Linked DNA regions of Sus scrofa: region 1 is linked to region 2. The links are chromatin contacts, called in public Hi-C maps. All regions are on one chromosome and are shown on one strand. Each heading gives the region's core, a stretch centred on a gene start, on an enhancer-like site or on the middle of the called end of the contact. The rest is flanking DNA. Distances are from core to core; before and after follow the strand shown. Region 1 overlaps LOC110255835 (a long non-coding RNA gene). Region 2 has its middle 33 kb from the start of SPRY2.

Region 1 (7,383 bases), core at 2,879-5,378, 350 kb after region 2:
ACATATAGAGTGTCTTATAATTTAGTCTCAGATTTCTAAGACATTTGGCAGAGACTCTCCAGAAGAAAGGCAAATCTTAAAGATACACAAAATCAAGGAAGAAAATTCAACATTCAAAGAGATAAGTTTAAAATACGGCTGACCTTACAATGTGACAGGCACATTGAACTGAATTTGACCTTCTCGGCAATTTGTAACAGAAAATACTTTCACAAAAATAGAATTTTTGTTTATCTAAAGTACATGATAAACATTACTCTTCCTGAAGTCTGCTTTATCCTAGATCTTCAGTTTTCACCAATAAAGAATGTCTTCAGATAATTTTATCCAAAGACTTTTCCTTCATTCTCCTGAACTTCCATTTTCTCCTTTGCACTTCTAACGAAAATTAATGGAATAGGACTGACTACTTTGTAAAACAGCTCAATCATATTTGGATACAAGTATGTATAATCTCACTTCATTATAACCTTTATAACTTGGATATATTCATATAACTCACGAAAGATAAAATTTTCATTTTTTTTCAATAAATCTTTTCTTTTTCTGATTATGAGCAAAACTGTTCCAAATGATAAAACTGAAGCTGTGCTTGTTTTTAAAAAACTTCCATGCAAAGCTTCCCATAAACTAGCAACATTTTTTATACTAATAATTGATGAGTCTCATGTTAAAGCTCATTAGTAAACTTAGACTAGATTCTGTTTTAGAAATTCTCCCCCAAAATTCAGTTTATATATAAATATATATAAACTCTTACTACATACATATATACATGTAATATATACATCTGTACATGCATAAATATATGTATTTATATTGTATATATATACATATTTTTTTTCTTTTTAGCAGCACTGATTTTATTAGGCCTGGGGATATCATTGGTCATTCTGTTCTCTCTTAAGAAGCCTCTGTAGTTTGTTGAATCATGGGGGATCCCATATATATAAGGAGAAAAAAAGTAAACAAAAAATAGAGCAAGCCATACCACATGATAAAAGAATGGTAGTCCTGGGATTCTTATAACCTATTCTATCAGCCCGTGATGCCAACTTTAATGTTGATTTTTAGCCAAAATTTCATAGTGGGTAAGGGAAGTGGGAAGTTTCATCTCATTTCCAACCAAGCCCTAGTCGTCCGTGTTTCTTTTCAGCTCATCCAACAGGTTGCTGGGGTAGGTTGTTGGGTACACGTTGTTTTGTACCATTGATGAAAGAGGTGCTACTTCAAGTCAAATAGTTCTTAAGTGTAAGAACAAAGATAGGAATCCAGGCCTCCTGATTCTAGCTCCATAGCCAAACTATATACTAAAGTGATTAAAAAACTAATCCTTTGCAGGAGAGTTAGGTAAATTTGGGTTTGATGTAATAATCCAGAAAGCACCCAAAGGGTGTGATTCTTTTAGAGAAGTAGAACTTCACATTGAATTCAGGGTAGGGCTCCAAAAGGACATTCCTGCTGCCTGATCCTATTTCTTAGTAATCTCTTAATATTAATGGATAGAAGGCCAAAAACCCTTAAGTGTGTGTTAATCAGTTCCTAAAAGGATTAGACCTTAACTTTAAGTATTAAGCTTTTGCTTATCTTGTCAAAACCTTCAGTTTTGTTGAATTCTAATTACTAACCTATTCCCCTATGCAGATGGTCATGGGGGTTGGGGGGGGGGAGGAAGTTACCTCCTCCCTTGACCAAAGTAATTTATTAGTTTGTTGACAGATTACACAAGGCTGACTCTCTGCTTATCACAGTTATGCCTCAAATATGCCTGAGGAGTGTGTATTTTGTACTTGTAAGGTCATCATGTTACCACAAGCTCTAGCCTGTTTGTTTGAACAAGGGCGAGAACATGCACATAGATCATTCAGTAAACCTATTCGTCAGGGGTATGGTGGTTAACAAAGATAAACACTTTATCTACAGAGTACCGGAGGAAAAGGTCTCCAAATTCCTAGCCTGTCTTCATGTTCTAATGCCAACACAGATTTTATGTCAACTCATTTATTTGCCCTTAGTTGTATATACAGGCAAACAGTTTAGTTTATTTATTACATATCTTTGCCACAATATATTTAATTTATGCAGAATTATTTGTTAAAATTAAGAAGTAAAAAGATATCTGGGACCATCAAGTCTAGTACTCATAAAATGTCTCTAAATTTTTATTAACATTATATATAATATTTAAGTTCAAAAGTATAAATTGATGAAGTTCTCTAATTTGCAACCTATAGTAAAAGGAGCATCCATTTTTTTTTTTCTTCAGCTGTGCCCAAGGTATGTGGAAGTTCCCAAGCCAGGGATCAAATCTGTGCCACAGCAGTGACAATGTTGGATCCTGAACCCACTGAGCCACCAGGGAACTCCTAGGACTTCTCCATCAATTAATATTTCTGAGGTCTTTCATATAATTTTAACTTTTGAGATTCAATATTCAGTTTAATCACAGATCATAAAATTTACAAGGTAAAAAAGGGTGAAAAATTCCCTTTAAGAGTCAAATGGTTCAGATCAAAATCCAATGCCTGATGTAATTTTGAAAAAAGACTCAGTTAAGCAATAAGTTACTTATTCACAATAATTCACTTGTTCACAACTCAAGAATATTAGAATTGTGGAGACATTATATCAATAGATGAAAAAAAGGTAATTTTTGTTAAGGAAATATCTCAAGATGAAAAGCACCAATTCCCTCTTTTCCTTCATTTTTTTCCAAACGCAAAATTTAGAATTCACTGTTAGCCAGAACTCCCTGAAGAATGGCAAGTTAACTGGGCAGAGACTCAGATAGTAGAGGAATTAATTCTCTGTCTCTTTGGTTGAACTGTTGCCTACTTTTGAGGGTTCATTTAATCTACAGGCACTCAGGAGACTATCTTAGTGACAAGAGTAAAGGGTTTCTTGTGGTTCTGCCTTGAGATTCTTTATCTTGAGTCAGAACATTCCAGGGGCTCATGTCACCAGGGACTCGTTTTTCACTTCCCATTTTTTTTTCATGTTTATGAAGAACAAGTCTTGCTTAGTAGTTTAGTATTTTAAAACGATTTCAATACGTTACCTGAAGAAATCATGTTATTGTTATATTATTTTATTTTTTAAAGCTTTTTAAATTTCTTGACTATTTACCTCTTTTGTTTTATACCTTTATTTTAAATCTTCTACTTGGAAAATTTCATGTTCTTTTTGCTTTTTTATAATTCTACTCTTACATTTATCCTACTTTATTAGTTTATTCAACTACCTTTTTGTCTACCACTTACTTCGGTGCTTCATTTTCTTCAAAACCCTTATCGATTTGATTACTTGACTGTCTAGTTTAATTTCTTAACTTTTATTTAATTTTGTTGCCTCATTTTATAATGGCCACATAACGGTGACAACAGAAGAAAGAAGAAGTACAGAGCATTTGTATATTCACTAAGAGGAAAAAAAAACAGTACATGAGGACAAAACACTAGGTAAAATATTCAGAGAAATGTTAATTATTGAAGAACCAAGCTTTGGAGTTTATCATCATAATAACAGAAATTTGGTGCTGTTTATCTCAGCTCTGTCTCAGGAATTGAGCCCCAAGATAGGAGAAAAGAGACTGTTCTCTCAGGATGACCTGAATTCAACAGGTGATGCAGACAGAGCTCCAAGAAGCCAAGCTCCCCTGATTCTCTCCTGACAAGAGCATTCATTCAGGCCATGGCTAAGCCCCTGATGAGCATGTGTTTGAATGCTAGTTTAACTGATTCCAGGGCAGTTGTATTCTTATTGTCATATAGAAACCAAGTGTTTAGGATTCATATATTCTCATGGCTGATTTTAAAAAATCATCCATGAGCATTGTTTCTAGGTTAATCTCTACTGGGCTGGTGTGCTCAGGGCAATAGCTTACAGTGGCTTGTAGCTGCTATTCTTCTACTCCTCTAATATCTCAAGGTCCACTAATCCAGGGCATTTTACCCAAGTCATTTGACGTTCACCTACCTTTTGCCCACGTAATATTGTGAGGCTATTCTACAGCTTTCTCTGTTACCTTGGAAAAAATGTTGAGTATTTTTCCTATGACTCAACATTTCTTAGGGATATGTATAATGAGGAGCAGACTGCTGCAAAGTTACAAGGAGGGAAGAGAAAAAGGACATTTTTAGGGAAATCTCCATCATACATACCATTTACACAGCAGTGAATCTGAATTGTTCTTGTGGAGTAAAACTATGCCTTTTTCATCATACATATCCTTTAATGTAGTGCTATGTCTCAGAAATGTCTGGAGTAGTTATACCCCAAACAAGGTTACTCTTGCTGTCCCTCACCCTGAGAATGTAGAGAAATTATTCACACATGCTCAGCAAGATGGGAAGAGTCCTTTCTGCACACAGCAAAATTGCAGTGGCCACTGAGGGCAAAAGCTGGAGAACTCTTGAAAATGTGCAGAGTAACACTTTTCTTCAGAAGGAGTTAGACATACACCTATTTTTTTTTTTTTTTGTCTTTTGTCTTTTTAGGGCCACACCCAAGACACATGGAAGTTCCCAGGCTAGGGGGCGAATTTGACCATGTAGCTGCTGGCCTACCCCACAGCCACAGAAATGCAGGATCTGAGCCGAGTCTGTGACCTACACCATAGCTCACGGCAACGCCAGATCCTTAACCCACTGAGCAAGGCCAGGGATTGAACCCACAACCTCATGGTTCCTAGTCGGATTTGTTAACCACTGAGCCACGACGGGAACTCCCAGACCTATATTCTTTAAAATGCCATTTAAATTTAAGTTTAGATGCATTCATGTTGATAACAATCTGGAGAGTCGTATGAATTTTCTGGAAGCTCTCAGAATCTCAGGTGGAAGGGTATTGAAGGTCAGTTATTGCATTGTATTTCTTAATATCTTTCTTTTTAATTGAAATAGTTGATTTACAATATTGTGTGACTTTCAGCTGTACAGCAAAGTGATCCAGTTATAACTATGTATTCTTTTCAAAATATTTCCCATTGTAGGTTATTGTGAGATATCAAATATTGTCCCCTGTGTTATACAGTAAATCCTTGTTGCTTATCTATTTTATATATAGTAGTGCATATCTGTTATTCCCCAAACCCTAATTTATCTTGATCCCCTTTTGATCTTTTAACTATACATTTTTCTCTGTCTGTGAGTCTTTTTGTTTTGTAAACAGAGTCATTTGTATTATTTTTTACATTCTACATATAAGTGATATCATACAATATTTGTCTTTGATTTAGTACGATAATCTTCTAGGTCCATGCATGTTGCTAAAAATGGCAATATTTCATTCTTTTTATAATTGAGTAATATTTCATTGTGTGTATATATATGCACATATATATATAGACACACATGAGTATATATGTATATAATGTATATATATGTGTGTGTGTATTTATAGCTATATATCTCAGCATCTTCTTTATCCATTCATCTATCAATGGACACTTAGGTTGCTCTACATCTTGGCTACTGTAAGTGGTGCTGCTATGAACACTGAGGTACATGTATCTTTTTGAATTACAGTTTTTGTCTTTTTCAGATATATGCCCAGGAGTGGGATTGCTGGATCATATGGTAGCTCTATTTTAAATTTTTCAAGGACTCTCCATACTGTTCTCCATAGAGGCTACACCAATTTACATTCCCACCAACAGTGAAGGAGTGTTCCCTTTTCTCCACACCCTCTCCAGCATTTATTCTTTTGATGACAGTCATCCGACTGGTGTACAGTGATATCTCATTGTGGTTTTGATTTGCATTTCTCTAATAATTAGCGATATTGAGTATCTTTTCATGTAAGAAAATGTAACTTTTAACTCAATTACTAGAAAATAATAAAGGTAAGATAACCAATTGTATATGAGCTGTTTGCATATTTTGGAAATTTACCCCTTGTTGATTGCATCATTTGCAAATATTTCCTCTCAGGTCTGTAGGTTGTCTTTTCATTTTGCTGATAGTTTGCTTTGCAAAAGCTTTTTAGTTTAATTAGGTCCCATTTGTTTATTTTTGTCCTCATTTCTTTTGCCTTGGGACACTGATCTGTGAAAATATCGGTACATTTTATGTTAGAAAATGTTTTCCCTATATTCTCTTCTAGGAGTTTTATAGTATCATGTCATATTTTGGTCTTTAATAAATGGTGTGAATTTGATTACTATTTTAATTATACAAATAATCTATTTTTGAAAGTCTCATCCACCCGGTCACATTTGGCCTCTACTATAGATTTTCTATGGAATCATTGTACTTAATTCCGTCATATAAACACAGCTTGAATGATATCTTCAGACAATTGTATTTGTTTATGCTAATACGACCTGTCTCCCCATTCTCTTTGTCATCCTTATATATATTGAAGAGCAAACTTTAGAGATCTACATGGCAGGTCCTGGCTAGGGCCCTACTTCTCCCTTCCATGCCACAGTCATATACAACAGTCTGTAGTTTAACCTATCAGGTGTCTCTTTGTATATGTCAAGTACCAAAAGAAGCAACATTCCTTGCTCATCATTGTTACCTGGGTTTCCATCCACAATATCTCTTTCTCTTTTTCTTTCTCTGCCTCTCTCTCTTTTTCCACACACACACATACACACACCATACATTGGGCATATATAAATATTTATATACACCCAATATATATACACAGATATAGATGTATGTCTAAACACACACACACACATATATATACACACATACATATATGTATTACATATATACTCCACACATACACACAATTTTACTTACAACAAGTTCTGAAACAGCCACTAATGGCAATGGTCAACTTTAGAGGAAACTTTAGGCCAAAATAGCCAATACAGTGATTCTAAGAAAAATATACTGGATAAAATTCCAGTAGCTTATTAACCACCAACTTGGGAAAATTGAGAACAAGTACCATTGGAGATAGTTATTTTTACATAATTCATTTGACAGCCTTGCAAAGATTTTCTTGCTCCTAGAATCCTCTTCTCAGGATGGATTTGAAACCAAGGTAACCTGATCAATTAGAATATATATTCTAGAATTCTAAACATGAATTTGAATACTTTTAGAGATAAATTTTGCACATCTATAAACCATTAAACTAAATATAAGAAAAACATTTTTAACAGATCATTTTTGAAATTTATTATAAATTTTCCTTTAGTGAAGTTGTATTCCTTTTCCCTGAAAATCTTACTTTTAAGTTGATGGATGAGTCTTAACTGTATGAAATAAAGAAAAAATGATTTTTCCACATATGTGTAAGATTGTAACCATATGCACTCAATAGTTCAGTTTCTACTATGGGTTATATTACATCAAAATAGATGACAAAATCTCTGCCTGGAAAGCCAATATTACTGGGGAATAAGTGATGTAATAAAAATAACCA
Region 2 (6,741 bases), core at 2,715-5,214:
AGGGTAATGATTTAAAACAAGGTATATATGACTAGTGCCCAGGAGTTGGCAAAATTTTTTTTCATTCTTTCTCCACCCCCCCCACCCCCCACCCCTGCCTCTCTCTCTCGCACACCCACACACGAAGACACACACACACCATTTGGGGGAGAAATAGGGATTCATTTGAGCAGGAATAAAGCTTGCCTTCTAACAAAAAAGAGGACTATTATCCCCTCATTATTTCTCTGTAAATGTTCTCATAGTCACTGATATTAATGTTCAGAGAGTTTTTTAAACCACAGTTGTATTTTTATTCCATGAAAGCAAGCTACCTGCACTCTTCCAAATAAGTCAAGCAAATTTCAAGGATGTTTAGATTTCCATGGGATACCACATAGAGCTGAAGTATACAATTTTAAAAATTACATTGGATAATTAAATGGAGGAAACTATTTTGACCTTATCTTTAACAGTTCTATTTTAAAATAATTGCGATATGCAAAAAATAAGCATATGGGACCTAATCCATCTTACAAGCTTTTGCACAGCAAAGGAAACTGTAAACAAAATGAAAAGACAGTCTACAGAATGGGAGAAAATATTTGCAAATGTTGCAACCAACAGGAGCTTAATTTCCAAAATATATAAGTAGCGCATACAACTCAACAACAACAAAAAAGATGGCTCAATCAAAAAAAATGGGCAGAAGACTTAAATATTTCCCCAAACGAGACCTACAGCTGACCAACAGGCACATGAAAAGGTGTTCCACTTCGCTAATTCCCAGAGAAAGGCAAATCATCTCACTCAGGTCAGAATGGCCATCATGAAAAAGCAAATGATGGATAAGGTTGGAGAAAAGGGAACCCTCCTATGCTGCTGATGGCAATGCAAATTGGTGCAGCTACCATGGAGAACAGTGTGGGTGTTCCTCAAAACATGAAGCATAGAGTTGCCTTATCCCATTCCTGGGCATATGTTTAGAAAATATGGAAACACCAATTTGAAAATATATATGCAGCAATGTTCATAGCAGCACTATTTACAATAGCCAAGATATGGAAGCAACTTAAAAGTCCACCAACAGAGGAATGAGTAACAAAGATGCAGTGTATGTGTGTGTGTGTGTGTGTATACCACACGCACACACACACACAACGGAATATTACTCAGCCATAAAAAGAATGAAATAACACCCTTTGCAGGAACATAGATGGACCTAGAAATTATCATACTAAATGAAGTAAGTCAGGGAAAGACAGATATCATATGATATCATTTATGTATGGAATATAAAATATGGTACAAAGAACCTATTTGCAAAACAGAAATAGACTCAGAGAAAAAAACTTATGGTTACCAAACTGCAAAGAGGGTGAAGTGGGGGATAATTTAGTGATTTGGGATCAGCAGATACAAACTACTACATACAAAATAGATAAACAACAAGGTTTTACTGTATAGCACAGGGCACCATATTCAACATTCTGTAATAAAACACAATGGGGGAGTTCCCGTCGTGGCGCAATGGTTAATGAATCTGACTAGGAACCATGAGGTTTCGGGTTCGATCCCTGGCCTTGCTCAGTGGGTTAACGATCCGGCGTTGCCATGAGCTGTGGTGTAGGTTGCAGACATGGCTCAGATCCTGCATTGCTGTGGCTCTGGTGTAGGCCGGTGGCTACGGCTCTGATTAGACCCCTAGCCTGGGAATCTCCATATGCTGCGGGAGCAGCCCAAGAAATGGCAAAAAGACAAAAAAACAACAAAACAAAACAAAACAAAAACCACAATGGGAAAGAATACGAAAAAGAATGTTTATATTTACCACATTATAAATCAACTATACTTCAATAAAAAAAAATAACTGTTATATCACCTCTCCATGTCAAAAAGATATGAGTATATAAATTGTATGATCCTAGCTTATTTAAACCAGTTTTCCTATGCCTAGAAAGTATTTTATGTCAATTTTTTCCAATAATTCATTTTAAAAATAAAAGCTTAAGTTATTTAAAGACATCTCTCTAATGTTAATCAATAATGCTTACAGTATAATCATCAGTTTTGTGAAAAACACAGAACAAAACGTCACATTAAAGGTATTTTAAATAGGGTGAGTTTAAATTTCTGTGATTGGAAAGCTAAACACAATTACACACACACACTGGAAATAGTTGACAGTTGTTCTTATCTCCATCATCGTCATCATTCACCATTTTAAGTCCTATTGAGCAGAAGTCTTTAAAAGAAGTCTTCTCCCTATAAAGAATCCCCAAATTGTCATAAAATCCAAAGTCCAGTTTTCTTCATGCACGGAGGCAAAACTGTTCACCGCAAATTCAATTAGATAAACTGAGAAGAGTTTGAACAAGAGGCAGTGCACACACCGATCTGATGGAACTGGAATATGAGAGTAAGGAGTCCCAGTGCCTGGCTTCTAGCACTCAGTTTGCCATTTGAAAGTCGTTTGATCTTAGATACACCATTCTGTACCCCACAACCTCTGACCTAGGGCCTTGGTTTTTACATCTGTAAAATGGAAACTCAACACTGTGTTCCGCTTACCTCGTATCATACTTCTAGGATCAGATGGGATCATATGTGAAAACTGTTTTCAATATCTCCGAGTGTTATGAAGCTGTAAGGGGCTGTTATTTTTTGACAGAGGTGCACGGCTTGGTGGGTTTGTTCAGAAAACCTGAGTCCAGGTTTGCCTTCTTCCACTTACTAGCTAGGAGTTCTTGAGCATGTACGTGGACCTTTTACCTCTAAAACAGAGGTAAAATACCTACTTTACGTATGTAATATAAAAACATACAATATATCAAGTTGATATAAAACAAGGTAGTAAGTTATCGTCATGTCTGGAAGATTGTCATAAGCGATGTCATGAATGCGATCAGAGCAAGAAAGGATTTTGTAAAGTAATGTACAATTTGTTAGAGTGTTTTTTTTTTTTTAAAGCTGTAAAAAGGGAGGAGAAAAAGCTTTTAAAAATTGTAAATCTCCTTGAAAATATTAAACCCACTTGCTGACAGTGGCTGAGTTTTTCTATGCTGTGAACAAATGCTCACCATCCCGATTGAGGAACAGCAGGAGAGACCTTCTAACTGGGAGGTGACCAGTTCCTTTCGCTGGGGCTACTGGGAGCCTCTGTTGAAAGCCTGGCAGAAGGATCTAGGATTTCTTTGTATGAAAGAGTCACATCTAGCTTATCAAGGGATGATTCACATACATACAAGTGAAAATCTTTAACTTTTTTTTTTTTTTAAACGAAAATGGACGTTAAGAACTTAAATGAAAGTGACTTAATAGAAATAGAATACACAGTTGTTGACGGTAAAAATCAACACAGCAGTTTCTAAATCTAATTATTAGTATATCATTCCTCATATCACATTGATTTTTTCTTTCTTTCTTTAGGGCTGCACCCACAGGGTATGGAGGTTCCCAGGCTAGAGGTCAAATGATCAAAGCAAAGCTGTAGCCGCAGGCCTACGCCATAGCCACAGCAACACCAGATCCGAGCCGTGTCTGCTATTAGACCACAGCTCACAGCAACGCTGGATCCTTAATGCACTGAGCAAGGTCAGGGATCGAACATGCATCCTCATGGATATTAGTCAGGTTTGTTGCCACTGAGCCACAATGGGAACTCCAATATCACATTGATTTTTGATATTGGTAAACCAGGACTGATACTGCTTTCGTTGTGGTCACATGAGAAGGGAACGCATGCCGGTGTATTGGAACAATGCCTTACATTTTCGCTGATTTCAAACAGGGTTACAAAAGCTTCCAGTGCTTTCCTGGTTGAGTTCTCCTGAGAAAGTAGTTCTCATAACTCTCCTGTTCTGTAATCTTCCTATTTCAGCTCTTTAAATTAACTTTGCGGTCAGCAACCAGCCTCTTTGGCTTTTGGTATGTTTTAATAAATGTTGTGCTGTTTGGCAATAGAAAGCAGGCAAAGAGTCAGAAGATCTTCCTCTAGATAGCCTTTTATGGTTGTGGAAATACCACTGCTATTGCCTTTTTTCCATTTGCCTCTCTCTCTGCCGTTTCTGATAAAACTGACTAAAATGAGAGCAAAATTACCAAGAACCCAGAAGTTTCAGAGTTCTGTAGAGAACAAACGAATAGTTACCAGTGGGGGGGGCAAAGCAGGGGATTATGAAATACAAACTACTCTACATAAAATAAATAAGCTACAAGGACATATTGTACAGCTTAGGGAATATGGCTAATAGTTTATAATAACCATAAATGGAGCATAACCTTTAAAAATTATGAATCACTATGCCGTATATCTGAAACTTATATAATATTGGACATCAACTATACCTGAATGAAAAATAATTTTTTTTCATTCAAAGGAATCGTATTTGTGAGGCTCAGTGCAGAGTGGACATGAGGTGTCTGGGGGCCTGTCATAGCAATGTCCCTACTCTCTTGCCAAAATTTAGCTGATGAGGTGTGCTTGGTACCCCTCAAGGGTACGCCGTCTGAGGTTCTGTGTTGCCTCTTCTGTAGGTTTAAAATGACAGATCAATAGGTGTAATGGCTGGAGAAGAGCAAACACTTATTTTCTGGTGTTTTGAACTCCCCCAGAAAGAGCGGCATAAATGAATGAATGAATGCATAACAAAAAATGCCAGATAACATTTAGTTCTAATAGAAAGGATACTTCCAAGTCAGTCCCTAGCTAAGAACATTTCTTTAAGCTTCCTCAACAACCATTGCCCTGTCTCTTGGTAATGGCACTTTAGCTTTTGTAATTTTTTTTTTAATTTAAAGCTAAAAGCTTTTTTTTTTTTTTTGTCTTTTCAGGGCCACACCCATGGCATATGGAGGTTCCCAGGCCAGGGGTCTAATTAGAGCTGTAGCCACTGGCCTACACCACAGCCACAGCAATGCCAGATCTGAGCCACATCTGCAACCTACAGTACAGCTCATTGTAACGCCAGGTTCTTGACCCATTAAGTGAGGCTAGGGATTGAACCCACAACCTCATGGTTCCCAGTTGAATTTGTTTCTTCTGTGCCGTGACGGGAACTCCTCTTTTTAGCTTTTTAGGGCTGCACCTGCAGCCTATGGAAGTTCCCAGGCTAGGGGTTGAATCGGAGCTACAGCTGCTGGCCTACACTACAGCCACAGCAACTTGGGATCCAGGCTGAGTCTGTGACCGACACCGCAGCTCAAGGCAGCCGGATCCCTGACCCACTGAGTGAAGTCAGGGTTCGAACCTGTATTCTCATGGATACTAGTTGGATTTGTTTCTGCTGAGCCACAACAGGAACTCACCTAACTTTTGTAATTTTATAATTTAAGTACATGATCCATTTTGAGTACATTTTTGTGTAAAGGATGAAGTTTAGGTCAAGGTCTATTTTTTTACCTGTTGACATCCAATTGCCCCAGTGTCATTTATTGAAAAGGCTGTGTATCCTTCAATGGATTTCTTCATGGATGGAGGTAGAATTCACAGTGTTCCATTTTATGTATGTATGAATGTATGTATTTATTTATTTGTTTTTTATGGCCCCACCCGTGGCATATGGAAGTTCCTGGGGCAGGGATTGAATCCAAACTGCAGCTGCAACCCACATCACAGCTGTGGCCAAGACGGATCCTTTAACTCACTGCTCTGGGCCCAGGATCGAACCCGCTCCTCTCCAGTGACCTGAGTCACTGCAGTTGGCTTCTTAACCCACTGTGCCACAGCGGGAACTCCAGCATTCCATTTTAATATGCATATTTTCTTTTTCCTTCAATGCGGAGACTTTTTTTTTTCTATTATGCTTTTGTATATTTCTTATTCCATTTGTTGACTTTAGGGAGAAATGCATCTTACTAATTTTTGATAGATCCTTCAATGTAGAGATAACTCAATCAGTGTAATTTCAGTTCTCACTCTATCCCAGAGAACAATCAATGCATGATGCATCTGAGCTCTACAATTTGGATAAATAAATTAAACCTGTTTGGCTTGATTTCCACTCTTTTTCTTGTGGGGAAGAAAAGCCTGAAGGAAGCAAGAGCCAGGACACAGGATAACTTCTGCTTTCCATGAGGTTCTTCCTCCGGAGTCAGACCACCCATCTCCCATCACGGAGAGTAGAGTTCTCTTCAGTACTGCCTGTGTCTGAATGAATAAGTCTGCTCATTCTAGGGTTCAGTTAACATGCGCATTTGGCTGTCACACCAAATTGCATCCTCTAGCTTTGCCTCTAGCAACCATAAAGTTGATATTTTGCTCGCTTAAGTGCTGGTATGTCTTCTTTTTCAATTGTGTAATCATCTCAGCAGGAAAGAGGGGTGCTTTTTATTGAGGCTGTCTGAAATTCCTAGCATTTAATGTATAGGTCAGAAACATTGCTAGAAATAACAGAGGGTAGAACTTGCCAATGAAAGGTTTTGGTATAGTTTGGACATTTGATTTTAATGTGTATGCAGTTTTTTTTTGGTCTTGGCACTTCGCAGAGGTTTATATTGTACTAAGTTTCCAGTGCTACTGTTTTTAGGCACCTGGTATTTGACTTTGGTCTGTGTATTAGTCAGCTCAGGCTGCTATAACAAAATTTCATAGACTGGGGGGTGGGACTTGAACAACAGACATTTATTTTTCACAATTTGAGAAGGCAGGAAGTCTAAAATCAAGGTGCTGGCACACGCAGTCTGTGGTGAGGACCTGTTCCTGGTTGGTGGATGGCTGCCTTCTTGCTATAGCCTCGCATCTAGAGAGGAAGCTCTGGTGCC

Evidence for each region. Hi-C and Micro-C count contacts between places; a contact is called where the count stands out from the background.
Region 1: a Hi-C map of embryonic fibroblasts shows a contact between it and region 2, with 4 times the contacts expected there. The contact joins two enhancer-like sites. A contact is called at or near these places in 1 of 47 Hi-C or Micro-C datasets (embryonic fibroblasts) and 1 of 2 datasets of contacts at active chromatin or transcription factors (skeletal muscle).

The regions. Positions count from the first base shown.
Region 1 is chr11:52,535,878-52,543,260 of Sscrofa11.1, forward strand. All of the region lies in intron 2 of LOC110255835 (a long non-coding RNA gene), which reads right to left. Among named protein-coding and RNA genes, the nearest start is that of SPRY2, 380 kb to the left of the region's middle. Within about 2 kb of position 4,129, at least 4 of the 83 cell types and tissues checked have an H3K27ac peak or open chromatin away from gene starts, as enhancers often do. A contact at or near this core is called in embryonic fibroblasts, where this site is marked.
Region 2 is chr11:52,188,422-52,195,162 of Sscrofa11.1, forward strand. No RefSeq gene overlaps it. Among named protein-coding and RNA genes, the nearest start is that of SPRY2, 33 kb to the left of the region's middle. Within about 2 kb of position 3,965, at least 6 of the 83 cell types and tissues checked have an H3K27ac peak or open chromatin away from gene starts, as enhancers often do. A contact at or near this core is called in embryonic fibroblasts, where this site is marked.